Regions from separate parts of the Mus musculus genome. Here regions 2 and 3 are each linked to region 1. Evidence: chromatin contacts called from public HiChIP or PLAC-seq data. All regions are on one chromosome and are shown on one strand. The core of a region is the stretch at or near the end of the contact, and the rest is flanking DNA. Distances in the headings are between cores, read along the strand shown. Region 1 holds the start of Fgf15 (fibroblast growth factor 15). Region 2 holds the start of Ano1 (anoctamin 1, calcium activated chloride channel). Region 3 has its middle 42 kb from the start of Gm46023.

What was found. HiChIP or PLAC-seq counts read pairs in DNA pulled down with a chosen protein or histone mark.
Region 2: a contact with region 1 is called in an H3K4me3 HiChIP or PLAC-seq map of embryonic stem cells, with 42 read pairs. The contact joins the promoter of Ano1 here to the promoter of Fgf15 in region 1. A contact is called at or near these places in 4 of 39 promoter capture datasets (the 3T3-L1 cell line, embryonic stem cells, hippocampal neurons and 1 more), 6 of 115 datasets of contacts at active chromatin or transcription factors (embryonic stem cells, pancreatic cancer cells, stem cell-derived neural progenitor cells and 1 more) and 2 of 9 other capture datasets (adipose tissue and pancreatic islet).
Region 3: a contact with region 1 is called in an H3K27ac HiChIP or PLAC-seq map of microglia, with 4 times the contacts expected there. The contact joins the enhancer-like site here to the promoter of Fgf15 in region 1. A contact is called at or near these places in 1 of 39 promoter capture datasets (pre-B cells), 5 of 115 datasets of contacts at active chromatin or transcription factors (embryonic stem cells, microglia, pancreatic cancer cells and 1 more) and 2 of 9 other capture datasets (liver and pancreatic islet).

What each region holds. Positions count from the first base shown.
Region 1 is chr7:144,894,907-144,898,100 of GRCm38.p6, reverse strand. It overlaps Fgf15 (fibroblast growth factor 15), which reads right to left and starts at 1,569. Exons shown (of 3, transcript NM_008003.2): 1 at 1,170-1,569; 2 at 882-985. The coding sequence starts at 1,422. It overlaps Gm26793 (a long non-coding RNA gene), which reads left to right. Exons shown (of 2, transcript XR_003946907.1): 1 at 1-1,025; 2 at 1,196-3,194. RefSeq lists a cis regulatory region at 1,703-1,717, enhancers at 2,558-2,590, 2,611-2,962, 2,420-2,962, 2,937-2,983 and a promoter at 1,484-3,194.
Region 2 is chr7:144,737,305-144,740,205 of GRCm38.p6, reverse strand. It overlaps Ano1 (anoctamin 1, calcium activated chloride channel), which reads left to right and starts at 1,633. Exons shown (of 26, transcript NM_178642.6): 1 at 1,633-1,843.
Region 3 is chr7:145,109,267-145,112,325 of GRCm38.p6, reverse strand. No RefSeq gene overlaps it. Among named protein-coding and RNA genes, the nearest start is that of Gm46023, 42 kb to the right of the region's middle. Within about 2 kb of position 1,460, at least 288 of the 459 cell types and tissues checked have an H3K27ac peak or open chromatin away from gene starts, as enhancers often do. A contact at or near this core is called in liver, microglia, pancreatic cancer cells and 2 more, where this site is marked.

The DNA of each region.
Region 1 (3,194 bases), core at 320-2,819:
GATACAGGCAGGAGATTTGCTTGGGCCTGGGTGTCAGCTTTCAGCCAGGCAGGGGACCCCCTCCTCTGAAGCCCCTTCCTTTCTCTGCAGACCCCTTTCTTTCTTTCCTTCTTTCTTTCTTTCTTTCTTTCTTTCTTTCTTTCTTTCTTTCCTTTCTCTGTGGTCTTTTCATGTAGATAAATCAACTTCAGAGCCACAGACAATTTGGGGACTCTTAAAGAAACAAAACAACAAAAACGTTAAGTCCGGTAGCCATCCTTCCCCACTGGGGGACCTCGCACTGGTACTGCCAGAGGTAGGGCTGAAGGCTTCTTTGAACCCAGCCTCTATTCCTACAGAGCACTAGCCTACATACTTCATGACTACCGATTTTTAGGGGTTATGTGAACCTAGCCATCTCGCCTCACTCCAGTTCCCCCAGGTCACAAGCAGATGAGCATCTTGGGTACTTTCTAAAGTATCTAATTTTTGCATCACACCATGGACCTAAGAAAAATTGATTGAAAAGACCCTTCTTTCCTTTTTCTTTTCTTTTTTATTTGAGGGAGGGGGAGGAAATCGAGGACCACGAACACGCAAAGCCAGGAGAGGAGGCTTTCCTGTTCAGTATCAAAGGGGCCGAAAGCTGAATGGGACTCAGCAGTTAGCCCAGTCTTTGGGAAGATTAGACAGCTTCTCTGGTCTCCCTGCTCCCCCGCTACAGCCTGGGGCCATCACTTTACGCAGGGCGGGCAAGAGCAATATTAGCCCCACTATCATTGGTACCTTGCCCTCGAAGTTCCTTTTGGACCTGAGCAGGAGGCGAAAGAACAAACAAACAAACAAAAACAATACGGACCCAACGCGGCCGCGAGCATCCCGCCGCGTGGAGGAACACTCACCAGCCCGTATATCTTGCCGTCCGCGCTCATGCAGAGGTACCGCACGCTGCTGACGTCCTTGATGGCAATCGTCTTCAGAGCGACCGCGCGGAATTCCAACAAATCTGCGAGCAAGAGAAAGATGTTGCCGGGCCCCAGCAACACGTGAGTACAGCGGGGCCACACTGCATCGCCCTTCCCCAGCTCCAGTCTGGAAGTCAGGGGTGGGAGGATGTTAAGGCCACGGCGACACACCCACGTGCTTCTGGGTCCTAAGGGACCGGAGGGGACGGGCTGAATGATACTCACTTCGTTCGTTTTGGTCCTCCTCGCAGTCCACAGAGCCGTCGCTCCGGATTCGGAGGAAGCAGTTGGAGACATAGGGACCAGCGGAGTACAGGTACTGCAGGCGGGTAATCTTGCCCCAGCCGTAGAGAAAGAGTGGATCTTCATCTGACACAGACTGGGATTGCTGAGCCAGGGGACGCCCAGACACAGCCAGCCACAGAGTGGCCAGGACCAGGGCTCGGGCCACCGCACGCCCGTTCCACTTTCTCGCCATGACACCTCGGGGTCCTGAAGGCCGTTACAAAGGTGGCGCGGAGACTGCGATGCGGCGGGGACTCAAGTTGCAGGCGCAGGGCAGGCACAACCCACAAAGCAACTGGGCGCTTGTGGCGTGGGGCGCACAGAGTTACTGCTCCGACAGTGGGGTGGCTCCGGGCACGCGGCCTTATATACGTTTCGTCCCGCGGGCCCCGCGGGTAGGTGACCCGGGCATCAGAGCATTTCTCCTCCTAATTGCATCAAGTCTCCGCCCCCCGCACACACCCATTCAAGCCCCAACCCAGTGACCCCGCCCAGGCCGGCCAGATCTGGCAGAGGAGGAGCCCCCCCTTTGCGACCCTGGCCTGGGGAGCAAGTGTTCAATGCACAGTATCTTGGTGGTTATTGAATAGGCTATTTTAATTTTACTATTAATTATTGAGGTCTTCAGGCCCTGGGCTTTCAGAGGGATGCGCGTGGGACAGTCACAGAGACTAGAAGGCACGCAGAGCTCTGCCTCCGTAGCCCCCTGTTTGAGTCTTGAATCTCTCCTTTAGCACGCTATCGCAGATCCTACCCTCCCTCATTCTCCCGGCCCCAGACCTAGGCTCCCTTTTCATGGATATTTGCCCTACAAGGTGGAGACCTCGTGAGAACGTGTCGCACGCACTAGGTGGCGCTTCAGCCCTAGTTTCGGTCTCCAATGTGCTGCCAGTCGCTGTCTGCACGTCCTCTGCCTGCCTCGCGCGTGGACTCCACAAGTGGAATGTCACTGGGGCTGCGACTTTTGAGAAGGGTGGACTGACCAGCGTGCAGAAGCACGGCAGGCCGCGGGATCCCCTCTTGGGTCGATGATCAGGCCCTTGAGTCTGTGCGCGGGGGACAGCTGCGTACCGGAGAGGAGGGGGCCAGCTAGGAGCAACGGTGGACGCTGCTGGCGGCCGGTCAGGTGGGAGGAGAATGGGGGCTTCTCCTAGAGCCGCTCTTGCAAAGAAAAGGAGGCAGCCTGCAGAGAATTCCCCTGCCTGAAAGAAAGGGTCCTCGCAGGGGGCTTTGGCTCAGCGCTTATCCTTTCTCATTATGCCTCCAACCCCCCAACTCCTGTATGTGGGGCCCCAGGAGGCTGGTTTGGGTAAAAAGGTACTGGCCTAGCTCCGTGGTGATGGGAGGTCTGTCTGCAGGGGCGGGACAGCAGAGAAATGGCAGATCTGATGAATCTCAATGAGGAACACGCCACTTTCAGACGCCATCAGTGACTGGCATTAATGACGGAGCTCTGGGAGAATGTCATCAGGAAAGCCTTTACAAAAAGACATCACCGAAGGCTCTCAGGACCGGGGACTCCCATGCTGTGAGGCTTGTTTTAGAGAGCGATGTCTCCTGTAAAATCTAATTACTTCTCCCTTGTGATTCTCAATCGACAGCGCGGGCTATTAATCTTAATTGCCTTCTCCTGACGCTTTTGTTTTAATGTCCGTGATAAATGTGGGGTACCAGGGAGGTTGGCAGAGGCTTTACTGAAGAGTCCCCCCAAATTGGGCTGGAGGGTGGCATGCGGGTGGCAGCACCCCATCCCCACTCTGCGCCCTTCTCAGGGACTCCCAGAAGAGTTAGAGATGTTGGTAATGGAGTGATCAGAGGAAAGTCTGTTGGGTCACTGGGGGCCGCCATAAGAACATTCTTCTCCAGGGCGGGTTTTACTTCCACCTCTGAACAAGGTAGAAAATGGGACTCTGGAAAGTGACAGAGCGCCCCCAAGGATGCACATCGTAAGAGGTGAAGATGGAG
Region 2 (2,901 bases), core at 384-2,883, 160 kb after region 1:
CATTTTTGTCCCCCTGAGTCTTTTTGGTTTATAGTTCATCATTTCAAGGATAAGAATTCTAGAATTTTCTGTGTATTTATACAACGGAGCTATTGCTGTGCACCACGTTAGTGATCAGACCCTTCCAAGAAAAACCAGTTTTATCTTGACTCCCACACACTGGTCAGATGGATCATGACTGACTGTGGGAGGGAACCAGGGCAGCCCCTTGCTCCACGTGGTCTCCTTGGCAGACACCAGGTACAGGGCACACTCTGGGGGGGCTTCTTAAGACTTCCAGGGAGAGGAAAAGTCCCAACCTGGCACTAAATGTCTCAAGCCAGACTCAAGGAGGCAAGGTAGAAACAACAGGGCTCACTTGGCTGGGGATGGTTCTCTGTGGTTCACCCACTAGAGTCTTTTCCATTCAGAGCAGTGTACAGGGGGATCAAGTGCCCCCTTCCCTCCCACCCACCCCTGAGGTTCGGCAGGGGGAGGAGCCATGGCTCATGCCCCTAGCTGGGAGCCCCTTCCCTGTGAGAGTGCAGTGGGTGCCACACAGTGTCTGGGACCTGTCTCCATCAAGGTCCAACCAAAGCATTAGTGGAGAGTTGACTTGGCAGGTGACCCGGGGTCCTTAGCACTCTCTGTTGTCAACAAATGACTCTCCCCACCCCAAAAGTTGAGACTGGACTCCCATCTGCCTACTCCCCTCCCCCAAACCAGCAGATTAACGTTTTGTTTATGGTCCTTCTGTCCCACAATTTATGATAGTTATTTAGAAATGTCACACAAAAGGCACCTCCTCTGAGCAGTGGGGTACTCAGAGTGCCCATCCCACAGAGCCTCCCAGAGAGCAGGGTCTCTGTATCCCTGCCCAGACAGAGCCTGCCCAGCAGCAGGGGCCCAGGACAAGCTAGCAGCCAGAGGCTCAAAGCTCTTGGCTAAATCCTCTTTGCTGCAGTTAATGAGAATCCCCACGTTCCCTTCCACCCTGGGCTATTCTCAACTATCCAGAGTCTTAAGTTCTGCACAGGTGGGGCTTACCCTAAAAGGTACCCTAAAACTCCCTGGATTTTGTCCAGAGGGTGATGGGTCACATCTATAATCTCAGTATTTGAGCGATGAAGGCAGGATTGTGGTCAGTTTGAGGACAGCCACAGCAACATAGCATGACCCTCTCTCAAAATCCTTCCCCCCTCCCCATTTATGTAAAATAAAAATCAAATAGTGAGTGTGATGAACACCCCACTTTAATCCCAGCTCTGGGGAGACAGAGGCAGGTGGGTCTCTGTGAATTCTAGGGCAACTAAGGCAGCAAAATGAGACCCTGACTAAAAATAAAATAAAACACCGCTGCCCCCCCCCCCCACCACCACCTCACTGGCGTTAGTTAGCCTTTTCATCTCTTCCCACAAACTGGCAGAGTGGTCGCCCAGGGTCCTGCGGGTTAGAGGCGGGGCTGGCCCACCCTGTGAGCCTCCCCTGTCCAAGGCTGCTCCCTGGGGCCAAGCTAGAGTTGGGGGCACCTCCCATGCAGTGGGGGGCGGGAACAGGGCGGGGCGAGGGCGCGGCTGCAGGTGACCCCGTGACCCCCGGGGCGGAGAACTGGGGGACCCCAGGACTAGAGCGCCGGGGGCGGAGCAGCGCGGTGCAGGCAGCTGGGCTCAACCTTCCTCCCGCCTCTGCCGGTCCCTCTGCTGGACCCAGGGCGTCCGGAGCGAACACATCATGCAGGACGCGCAGGACAGCGACATCGGCCTGGAGGGCTTGACCCCAGAGGGAACCTCTGCGGACCGAGAGTGCCAGCGGGGACCGGAAACAATCGCGCACGAGGCACAGGACGCAGGAACCCCCAACTCAGGTGGTAGGATCTTCCCTGAGCCGCTCTGCAGGAGAGCGCAGGGACTTGGGTGGAGGTTGCAGGGGACATGGACGGAGGGACAGACAGACAGACAGAGAGACACGGTCAGTTGCTGCGCGGGGGTGGGGTGGGAGCTAGTAGTGCCCCCCCTCTCGAGGGAACCTGGCATCCCTAGAGGGAGTCTGTAGCATCCTGGAGAGACCCTGTTAGACCCCCGAAGAGGGACCTCGCCTGTCCCCTGGAGGGACTTAGGCCACCTGGTTTCGGACTTCCCCGGAGGCATCCCCAGCTTGCTACATCTAACTGCTCCTGGCAGATGTGAGTCTTCGGATGTTTTTACAGGCACTATTAATACTCTTAATATTTCCGCACTGTTGTGGAGATTTATTTGGGAAGTAAAGTAACTCGATGACTCGAAGTCATAACGGAAACTGCTGGCAGAGCAGGGAGACAGATGAGGTCGGGAAGCCAGGAGGGGAGGGGGAGTCCTGGCTACTAAGTCATCACCTTGGGTGTTTTTATATGAATAATTTTCAAATAAATGACCCAGGAAACGTTTCCTGCATGTTATCCTCCCAGTTCAGAGGTTATTAAATAAACCCGGAGTGGGGTGGCAGGAAGACGTGGACTTGATCACACAGTTGGAGTTTGCTGGGGCTGAGCCCTGGGAAGGATGCTCTCTCTGCAGCCTCCCTCCCTGTCTTCACTTAGACTCCCATGAAGCAACTTATCCCATGTTCTTTTCAAAACGACCCAATTTGGCTTTTTCAGCATCAAATTAAGGTAGAGGGGCACGCCAATACCAGGGTAAGAGCCAGGGCTTCTGCCAAGGCTGGTGCTGGGTGGCCAGACCACTCTATCCCCCTTTCCCTCCCCCTCCAGCTCATATTTCTGTCCTTTTTGCAGCCAACCAAAAATGCCAGCACTGGGCTGGTTCTGGGTGAGCATCTCACTGGGTGCTGGGCACTGGAAGCAGGACTGTGGGTGTTAATCCTCTGACAACTGTAGGCAGTGGGACATGGCCTTTCCCACTCCACAGACTGGAAAACTGAGGCTTC
Region 3 (3,059 bases), core at 211-2,710, 210 kb before region 1:
CTCTGAAGAATCATCATCACCTAGCCAGGCCTATAACATGCTTTTGACACTGCTGGATGCTATGCAGGGATGCATGGCTGTCCTGACCATGAGAAAATAGAATCTAGGGCCTTAGCTATTCACAGCCTGGTTTTCTATGATATCACACTATAAAACCCTGTCCCCTCTTTGCTTTGGCTGCTGGGAAGCTCAGAATGAAGTTTCATACTTGTTATTAGACAGCACAGTAGCCCAGGACACGAATCCTTCTGTCATCTGCCCCTGTGGGCTCTTTATCCTCAGGCTCTGCATCCCGTGGAGCAAGCCGGACACAAGTTATCAACTATAAATAAAACCAAGGCTTCCGTCCTGGCTTGCACTTGAGTTTCCTGGTGCATTTTTTTAAGTCCCTAGTCAACAGAGTTGGGGGGGGGGAGAACCTCCTAACGGAAGATGACATCACCATCAGCTGGCCTGAGGAACAGGCCCCAGCCCTGCAGGCGCGGGTGGACCCTGAATGCCCCCATTGTGAGGGGTAACTTCATCACACAAGTTCCAACGTGGTGGAGTCTCAAACGGGGTTCTGTGGTTTCTGCCCCTCTCAGGGGCGCACACACAGGCAGCTGCGGTTGCTCGGCTTCCTTTCGCGCTGCAGTCCTGGCCACTGGCCAGTGCAAGTGACCACCCCTTCCACCCTGAGTCACCATCATTCTCAACTCTGATTCAAGTTCCTTTAAAGGGACAGCAGGGCCAGGAGAGGGAAGCTGTTCAGGGGAAGAGGTGCTGGGGAGGGGGACAGAGACAAGAGGAAGCCTGCGGGTGCTCTGGCAGACGCCTGGGTGGAGGGGGTTTCCTGCCTCCCCCAAGCAAGTGGAGCCTGTGACTTCCCCAAAGTCTATAAAGCACGCAGCAGTTTTCCTCTCTGCCCTGACAATCCGGGGGCTCACAAGGCAGGCTCGGGCTTGATGGGCCTCCCCAATGTGTGTCCTGCCTGATCCAAGTCCTTGTTGTGGGCTTGCTGAACTTTCTTTTAGCCATCTGCAACTCTTCTGCTGCCTGCCCTCTGCTCCACTCGAAGTCCTGTCTCCTCCTAGGAGGTTCAGCGTTGCGTTCTGCCTGAAAAGCCTGGCTGGCCCTGCAACCCAAGCCAACAGCAACCCAAGACCCTGCTTCTGTTGCCTCCCACAATGCGGGTGGGGGGGATCCTACTGGCCAGGCCACAGCTCTTACCTGGTTTATTGCAGTTATTTACTAACTGCTTACCTATCGGTGCTTGGCCGCAAGGACGCCTAGCCACCCTGCCAAGTGTCCCAGACAGAGATGGGGAGTAGGCAGCTCTTCCCTGTGCACATGGGGCTGGAGGGGATCACAGGAGCAATGCAATGAACAGGTCATATTTGCAAGCCACTGCTGGAGCCCTGGCTCTGGAAACTAAAGAATGTCCTTTTCCTTTTTTCCCCCTTGTCTGTGACTCACACTTTCGTTTTGAAGTTCCCTCTGCCGTCTTTCCCCTGAGGTTATACAGTGGTCAAGGCAGAGCAGCAGGGCGTGGCCAGCGGCAGGAAGCTCAGCTTAAGTTTCATTCACAAAAATCCCCAAGGCCACAGGGGCTGGGGAGAAGGCTCTCAGTGGGCTAAGTGCTGGCCTTGCAAGGTGAGGGCTTTTGTTCAGACTCCCAGCAGTGGGTAGTGGCAGGCCTTGAGGGATAGAGATAGGCAGACCCTGGAGCTTGCTGGGCAACTGGTCTAGCCATTCAGTGAGCTGGGGGCCAAGGGTAGAGGGGTGAAGGCAGAAGGGTCCCTGGAGCATGCTGACTAACAGTCTGTCAGCCAAGTCAGTGAAAGATCCTGTCTGGAAAAATAAGGTGTCACACAAAAGAAAAGACACCTGACAGTGACCTCTGACTTCACACACTGATGTGCATGCATGTACATCCGACAGAGATAGACAGACAGAGAAACACACCTCCCCCTAAAATGCACAGATGCCCATCCATACACACACATCCATATACACATACTGGTCCCATGTCCTGCTGAGGTTCCGTAGGCCCCAGCCCTGTTCCTAGTAGCTGGAAGCTTGAAACAATCAGGAGTGATGGAAGGATCCTGGGGCAAAAGGGACCCAATCTTGTGCTTCTAGTAGGCCAGAGGCAATTTCAGTCTCTTCCTTCCACCTCTGCCTCACATGTTGTCTCAGGGCTGGGCTTGGGGCTGCTGTGGCTCCCACACAGAGCCGGGAGACTGAGTTGGAATGGCCATCCTCCTGCTCTATTTCCTTCTAGCAGTATTTGTAAGAAAACCCCAGAGCCCTGCCAGCCTTGGCTAACCCTCCTGATAGGGGCAATCCAGGATGGCCCCAGAGCCCCAAGACCCCAGGGCCTTGGAAGGGTGGTCTATCTTTCTGCTGATCCCCTGGCAGACAGGAACGCCTGATTCCTAGTCCAGGGAGCCCCTGGAAGCCAGTCCTGAAACAAGGGAAGTCTGCACCACCATCTACTTACTACAGGCCAAAGCCAGGCACCTATGCTCATCTGAGCCCTGGCTCCTCCTGCACCGGTCCAGCTCTAGCCCACCTCTCCCTACTAGCTCCCAACAGTCCCTCGTCCCATCTCCTAGATGGCCTCAGGGCTTCAGTACTCCTGGCTTTCACATGCATTTGAGCCTTTACATGTGCCAGTACCTTCTACCTGGCCTCCCCTGCCCCCTTCTTCCTTGGCCGTCATCTCCTCACATCACACCACACACCCCCTCCCCACCTCCGGCAACTCCCCTCACATGCTCATACCTCCATGGGGCTTTCCTTACCACCAGCTTAGGCCTCTCCTGATTGAGATGGCTTTTCTGTTTTCCTGTCCTTTGATGAATGGCCCAGATGCTAGAATCAGAAGCTCTGGGGTGGAGCCTTAACACAGTCATGGTGGTCCAAGAATCAGCATGAAGCTGTGATGAGTTAACACTCATTATGGTAGTGACACCCAGGGCCCCTGAGACAGCAGAGAGGCCACTCCTGGGAGGAGAAACTGGACTGAAGTTCCCCTCCATTTGTTCTTCCATTTGTCCTCCTACCCCTCCAGACTC